Regions from separate parts of the Cyprinus carpio genome. Here region 1 is linked to region 2. A link is a contact called in public Hi-C data. All regions are on one chromosome and are shown on one strand. The core of a region is the stretch at or near the end of the contact, and the rest is flanking DNA. Distances in the headings are between cores, read along the strand shown. Region 1 overlaps sema6bb (semaphorin-6B). Region 2 overlaps sema6bb (semaphorin-6B).

The links. Hi-C and Micro-C count contacts between places; a contact is called where the count stands out from the background.
Region 1: a contact with region 2 is called in a Hi-C map of skeletal muscle, with 3 times the contacts expected there. The contact joins two enhancer-like sites. A contact is called at or near these places in 2 of 8 Hi-C or Micro-C datasets (both in skeletal muscle).

Annotation. Positions count from the first base shown.
Region 1 is chrB8:10,502,347-10,506,251 of ASM1834038v1, forward strand. The region is part of intron 1 of sema6bb (semaphorin-6B); the gene reads right to left. Among protein-coding and RNA genes, the nearest start is that of sema6bb, 12 kb to the right of the region's middle. Within about 2 kb of position 1,880, at least 1 of the 8 cell types and tissues checked has an H3K27ac peak or open chromatin away from gene starts, as enhancers often do. A contact at or near this core is called in skeletal muscle, where this site is marked.
Region 2 is chrB8:10,424,860-10,428,833 of ASM1834038v1, forward strand. sema6bb (semaphorin-6B) reads right to left here. Exons shown (of 17, transcript XM_042728905.1): 11 at 504-635; 12 at 246-395. Among protein-coding and RNA genes, the nearest start is that of LOC109053270, 44 kb to the left of the region's middle. Within about 2 kb of position 2,317, at least 1 of the 8 cell types and tissues checked has an H3K27ac peak or open chromatin away from gene starts, as enhancers often do. A contact at or near this core is called in skeletal muscle, where this site is marked.

The sequences.
Region 1 (3,905 bases), core at 630-3,129, 77 kb after region 2:
AACTCTCACAGAGGGGTGAGAAAGAGACAGAGACTGAGGAGAAATACAGAGCTGAGTTATTATATTAATGAACGGCTCCAAGCAGCTGCTGCCTGCAGAGATGCCGAGGCTGTGCTCAGCCGTTCCCTTTTTCAGAAGTTGCCGGTTTCAATCTGACAGGCAAATGGGGCAATGCCACAACACCCGCTGCTGCTGATGCTGATGCAGAAGACTGTCTCCAAAAGAGAGTCAAACACACACTTTCACATTCTCTCATCTATTGCTTTCTCAATGTCTCAGCTCCAAGATGAGCAGTTAAGTAAAGATGCAGGTGAAAGCAAACAATGACTTTCAGTTTTTCCTTCTGATATGGATAACAAAGACATAAAGGCCACATTTGCATCTCCAGTGTTTTTTTATTAAATCATTAAAAACTCAGTTTTATCATTTGAATTCACTGATTACAGTTATCAGATCAAAATTTATCATTACTTCTAGTAATGGAATATTTGAATATACTACAGAACATCTACACATTTACACATCATCAAATGCTGTCTGCTTTAAATGTTAGCGTTTGGTTGCATTGATTATGTCTGTTAAATAAATAGCAACTGATCTGCATTTTTTTTGCCTTGTTGCTTGTGTTATAAATTAACATTAATATATATCATAATGTAATATTAAAGGTTCCATGTATAAAATATAGTAGTATCTGACAGGGAATTTCCTTCATATGCAAGCAAAATGGAAATTGTAAAATATGTACACTTCCATTAAAAATTTGGGGTCACAAAGATTTTTTAAAAAGAAAATAATTTAATACTTGTATTCAGCAAGCATTTACAATGCTACAAAAGGTTTCAATTTCAAATAAATGCTATTCTTTTGAACTTTCTATTCATCAAAGAATCCTGTGCATCATGGTTTTATAAAAACATTGATATATATATTTCCTGCACCAAATCAGCATATTAAAATTATTTCTGAAGGATCATGTGACACTAAAAAATGGATTAATGGCAGCTAAAAATTCAGCTTTGCCATCACAGGAATAAATTACATTATAAAATATACTAAAATAAATTTTTGATCAACCAAATACAGCTTTGGTGAGCATAAGAAACATTTAAAAAACAACAACTTTTTGAACAATAGTGTATACCCAAATGAATTGAATCAAAATAAAACCAAATTGGAACTGAGAGCCTGTGAATTAGAATCAAACTGAAACAAATTGACAACAAGCCTTAACTCGAGCCAGTGATTGAGAACGTACTTGCCAGTATGAGCAATCCAGGAATGGTTCCTGGCCATACCATCAGAGCCATAATCTCTCAGTTTCATCACAATTTTAGGCTCGATTAATTTTCACAGTAGGGAATTCTAGTGTTTTTTTTTGGGGGGGGGGGGGGGGGGGTTGACGGCACATGGTAATTACTCTGTCATCTCTCGTGTGTGTGCATTTTGCGTTCGGTAGCAGGGGTTTATTATGCCTGTGTGTTGCATGTTAGAGGTCCATTGACAAATCTGACTTTCAAGCATTTGTTAGGTTTAGCTTACAGTCTGTTTATAGAACTAAACATTGCAGCGTAGACAATGTTTACCATTGGTGGACCCGTGCGAAACGCTAAAAGGGGACGTGAGAGAAAGCACGAGAGTGAGGTTGTGAAAACGAACAACTGGCCCAGCTGTCCTGGAGAGTCTTATCTCATAAATAAGTGGAGAAATCTGACCCAAGGAGCCCCAAGCTGTTCTTTCATAACTAACGTGAACACCAGGCTGCTCCTCCGCTGTGCTGCTTCAAAGAAACTTTGTTGTAAACACTTATGGTACCAACAACAGTCGTGAGAAACAAGGCAGGTGAAACCGCCCTTAAACAAGCCAGCGTGAGAGAAAGAAAAGCAGTGGCCTTAAAAGCCCAAGTGCCATCTTTAACATTTGGCAGAGCCAGTGCTCTCCCATGTCGGAGAGATTGTGCAGTCGACCCTGAGGCTATGCAATTAAACTCCCTCATACAGAGATTCATCAATAAACCTAGCATTAAAAAAAGCACTCAAGATTGTTTACCACAACATATTCCTAGCGTGATCTGGAAAGGTTTAAAAATCCCAGCCAATTTGCTCAGTATTTCCACACCAGCCCTTGCAGTTCCCTCGGCGCAGAGAGGAGCCGTATGTCGACTAGCGCTAATGTGGTGACCCGATGCCACAGCGTGTTGTGCTTCATGTAACCCCTCACAGATCTCGAAGTCATGACAGACATGGGGCAGGAGGACAGAGCAGAGCGTTCTCAGGGACGATGGTCTCCGGCTGATCATTTCTAGAGTTTACACTGGCGGTATCAAGTTTCCTTGTGGACAGCGGCGGCGGTGGTGCTGGGCAGGCTGAGGGAGAGGGAGAAATAAAGCAGGGGTGACATGCTATGCTATTTATACTGAGCAAGTAGATAATTGTTTAAAGGTTAGGCTGCAAGCAAAGCATAAACAAGCATTCTGTGATTTTGTGTGTGTGTGTGTGTGTGTGTGAGAAGTAGGTGATTGTTTGAGGGTTAGGGTTGTAGCTGAGGATAAAAGGGGAAGAGTGTGTCACATGATTGCCAGGCTGTCTGCCCGGGATACAAGGCTCTCTTATGCCAAAGGTCTGTGTGTGCTGAGAAAGGGGATGGAGAGACTAATTCTGTTCTTTAAGATAACAGACAGAAAATATGAGCTACAATTACAGATCTCTCAAAAGCTCACAGGAGATAGTTCAGCCAAAAAAAATTATATTTCTGTCATCATTTATTCACCCTCACGTTGTTCCAAAACTGTATGATGTTGTAGTTATTGTGTCAGGCTACAAAAATGACAAACAATATCATAGAAGTAATCAGTATAACATAAAGGCACTATTCACTATTACTCTTGCCCTCCTATGAGCTGTTAATAATAGAGTCAGTGAGTTTAACTCAAGAATCAGTTCAGATTTGTGAACTGAATCAATTCACTGAGAAGAACTGACTCAAAAGAATGATTCAATCATAAATTGGACCAATTCAGTTCTTGAGTGCCAACCCAGTAATTCAGTGATTAAAATTAATTAAATTTAAGCCATAACTGCATGCGATGTTAAGATTTGTTTTTAGAAATAACATTTTACTTAATTGGAAATTCATCTTTTTCTTGTTGTAAGATATTTTTAGAAATGCCTCAGTCTTATTTGGTCCACATGATGGAGATTAATGGTAAACAATCTGTCAGTTACTACCATTTGTCAAAATATCTTCTGTGTTCAGCAAGTTTGGAACAGCACAAAGGTGAAAAAAAACAACAACAGAATTTCCATTTTTGGGTGAATTATCCCTTTAATACCCGTTTCAGAAAACACATACATCATTCATCAAAAATCATAAAAAAGTAAGCAAAATTGTTTGCTTAGCAACATTCTTCAGAATATATTCTTTTCTGTTCCTCAGAAGAAAGATAGAAATACAGGTTTGGAATGACATGAGGGTGAGTAAATGACAGAATTTTTATTTTAGCTGAACTACTCCTTTAAAAATGTTTAGAAATTTTTACTGCTCAGCACAACAAAATGCCAGTGGAGGAAAAAGTGTGTTTTGCAGCGTGACATTGTGCACTGTGAGTGCAAAATGACAAAACCAAAGAAACACTTGCAGGATTTAGCATGCTGAGGTGGGAGTTAGCGATGCTAACGGCTGAGCTAAGCTTCACAACTCAAGTCAGAAAATCTGTCACTCTCTCTCTTTTTCTATTCGGCATGACACAAAAATGCCAGCCGCCTCTGATGCAGACCACAAAAACAAGTTATTAAAAGGCTTGAAAGGGGTTATGAATATTCACATGGGGGATTTGAGAGGAGAGGAAACGCAGAAGCCTGACAGCGGGGTGAGCAGTCAGACTCCTGTCTCACTAAACGATTCGA
Region 2 (3,974 bases), core at 1,067-3,566:
GCTGCAACGCACAAGTGTGAGTAACTGTTTTTATTACGTGATCACTATTGCTTTGTCTGTAATTACAGATTGTTTGATATGTACTGAGTATTTATGCCTTTTTGACAATCACAGCAGTGTTCACCTATGAAGGATGTAGGCTGTGAAACATACACAGCTGTAAGCCAATCACAGATGATTACTTCGTTCCAAATCTACAATCTGCCATGCCTATACAAACAGATCTAAGAGAAAATTGTCCTCACCTGACCATGGTCCTAACAATCCATGGTCTCTGACCAAGTGATGGGACGGCTTCATCCATTAGCGGATGGGTCTTGACAAAAGTTAACATGTCATCAGGGAAAGAATTGGAGGAATTGTACTTGGAGCCTTGCACGGCACAACCACCCGGCCTGAGAAATTCACAAACACAGCACATTATTATAAACTTTTTCACTGCAGGTTGGCATTTGAGGACATAAAACAATCTCTAGAGTTGTAAATGTCATTTCATTCAATACCTTGGTTTGGGCAAAACCTCATCTGGGACAGGTGTCCATATCGACTCAGGCGATTTCTGCTCTTTAAATCTTCCATCAAACACTCCGGCCAGCAGCTCCATGTCGAAAGCACACACTGCAGAGCCAGGAATACTGCAAAAATACAGCATAATTGTTCTTATTACATGATATCCTCAGACCTGCTCTTTTTCCATGATACTGCTCTGAGCTGGAGGAGGCTTCCAACACAAAAAGGATTTAATTTATCACAAACATGTCGAAAACACATCAGTTGACAGCTTTGAATAGATCTTTACAGTGTGTTGTTGGACAGACGTTTCAAGGCAAACAGAACAGAGAATATTGTCCAGAGCTGTCACCGGAAACCTTGGGTGACTGGAAGCTCTTCCACTCACTGACCTTTTCCTCCCACAGAGGATCTATTCAAGAATGCAGCGGTACACAAATGCAACTGTGAGAAACATACTTGGATTTCTCCAGTAATAATACAAGTGGCACAATAGAAACCACATGATGAGTCAGAATTCTTCATAAGGTGCCTGTCCATAAACCATGGCCAAGACTCATGTATAGACGATGTGCAAGGTCACACACTCAAACACCATCAGGGTAACACACAACACTAAAATGGCACAATAACCGTTAACTGAATAAAATAAAATTGTCTCTATAAAATATAGTTGTATGTGATGTGTCATGCAGGGAATGAAAAAATTCACTGATGCTCAAGAAGGCAACATGATGCATTAAGAGCCTGGGGGTGTAAAGTTTATCCATTGGATTAACAGTGTAAATTGCACTTGTTTGGTTTTCTGGGAAACCTAAATGTCTTGTGGTTTCTGAAGGGCAGTACTAAATGAAAAAATATGATCTTTAATCAAAATCCTGTTCAAAATGTCCAGCCCCCCCAGCTCTTAATGTTTCCTTCTTGAGCGTCAGTAATTTCTTTCACCTTTTGTAATAGTTGTGTATGAGTTCCTCAATTGTCCTCAGTGTGAAAGATGGATGTCATAATCATACAGTCACTGTTGGAAAGGGTTCAAATATGCAGAAAATGAAAGTTTCCATGGATGTTTAAGGTTCTTAATTGAACCACTGATGCAAACAAAGAACCTTTAGTTTTAAGAGTGTGTATAATATGTAAACATCTGTTATGTGACACAGCTTATTCAGGCCAGCACCAAAAAAAAAAAAAAAAATTATTTTGTTAAAATTATTAACATCTTGCATAATCTGCAAGAGGTATGTAAATGCACGAGCAGAACTATTTGTTTTTTATGCATATTTTGTGAACCTCAGACATCTCACGGTTTCTCCACAGCATTTTTTGATGCAATATCTCAAAATTTGCATAAAAATATGTGGATGGAAATCTGGTTAGTGAGAGCACCTCTCTTTCCTCCTCCTGCGAAACAGAGCTTCAATCTCTGAACTGTCCTGAAGTGATTTGTCTCCGGAGAAGCGACAGCTTTCAGCACTTAAAGACTTTCTTAAGAGAGAACAGAGAGTCATGCAGGGTGAGTCAGTTCAGTTCGCGTTTACGCCCACTCTCTCTCTCGCTCTCTCTCTCTCTTTCCTCCTCAGATTTCCTGGCACTGACATACTTTGTAAGTACAAGCCACAGCTGTATTCTGTTGCATCCTTGACACAGGCGAGTCGTTCACTCCCTCTGCATCACTCTCTTGAGCTCTATATCTCTCACAATCTTCTCGTGCTAAAACTCAGATGCAGAACATCACCTTCTGCTTTGAAAACAGACTGCACACACTAACTTTACGTTCCAGGATTTTATGAGATCCAATGAATGACTCTGAGAGGTGTCTGGATGGCAAGTTAAGGTCCGGAAAGAGTGACACCCACACAAAGTCGCCCATGTTGATCTGGGCTTTGTTGGTCCATGTAGGCATGCTTGAGTGTGGCTTGCTGGGTTTGGGAGGGAGTTAATGTGAGATTCTGTAAAGCTCAGGGGCAGAAGCGAGGATAAACAGCTGTCTCCAATAGCATTGTGGGACACATCTGTCACATGTCTACCGGTTTTACCCTGTAGTGGGTTTGTATGTGCGTGTGTAAAGCCGTAGGCCAGATAGCAGCTGAGAATGACCTTCTGATTGACAGTGCTGAAACTGTTCAGATTCAGCAGACACGGTGACAGGACTTAAACATAAGTCAGGCAATTTTCTGACAAGACCTCATTAGGCCCATATCAGCCTGATCATCAATGTCATCAGTCTGACACACTGCAGACACTCCAAAAGGCCTGACAGGTGAACAACTTGAAGCAGTGGCAGAACATGAACCCTTTTAAAAACAGAATTTCGTTTCGTAACTTATACATCTTATGTATGTTTCTAATAAAATTTCTTTCATATACCAATTTAGGTAACACTTTACATTAGGGAACATATTCACAGTTTTCCCTAAACATACTGCTAATTAGTGGATTATTGATAATAAATAAGGTAGCGGTTGTAGTAGTTATGTTTATAGGTATTAGGTAGGATTAAGGGATGTAAAATGCAGAATAAGGCATTAATGTGAGCTTTATAAGTACTAATAAACAGTCTATATGCTAGTAATATGGTTGTGGGTTCAATTCCCAGGGAACACATGTGTAACCTGAATGCACTGTAAGTCACTTTGGATAAAAGCGTCTGCTAAATGCATTAATGTAAATGTAAATGTAGTGAATAGTTCTAAAGTGTTAGCCAATCTTATTTCATACACAAACACAACACAAATATGATTTTTTTTATTGTGCCTTACTTAATCTGTTAAATGTCCTATTTGTTTTATTACATTTTATTATTAGTCCACTTACAGTGATGGTCAACTTTCTAACATTTGTAATTCAGCTTTACATGACAATTTTCTACTCCCAAACATTAATGTAAATAATGAAATAAAATAACTGTTATAACAGTTAGTAGCTCCTGATTGTGACCTCAATATCATGAAGATTTCTAAATGACACATTTCAGAAGATTATTTTCCAAAAATTACTAAATTTACTTGAGAAGCAACATTTCATAAAATATTAAGACTGACTGTATCTCGAATATAGTTTTATTTAGTCTTACTGCATCAGCAGAATTTTAACTCATTTTTTACTTGTTTTAGGCAAGAGAAAAAAATCTGCCAGTGCAGTAAGAAAACACTCATAATAAAGATAAATTCTCTGAAAACAAGTCCTCATATTTTATATGTTGCTTCTCAAGTAAATGTATCTTTATCTTGATCTTTAGATATTGGAACTGGAAAATATAACAAAAATACTAAGAAGATTTTTTGCAGCGTTGGCTGGGGAAGGAGGAGGGAAAATCCTGTTTTACATAATATGAAAAATTTGGAATGACATGAGGTTGAGTAAATTATGACAGAATTATTATTTTTGAGTGAACCATCACTTGAAACAAATTTTTACTATATATATGTGTGTGTGTGTGTGTGTGTGTGTGTGTGTGTGTGTGTGTG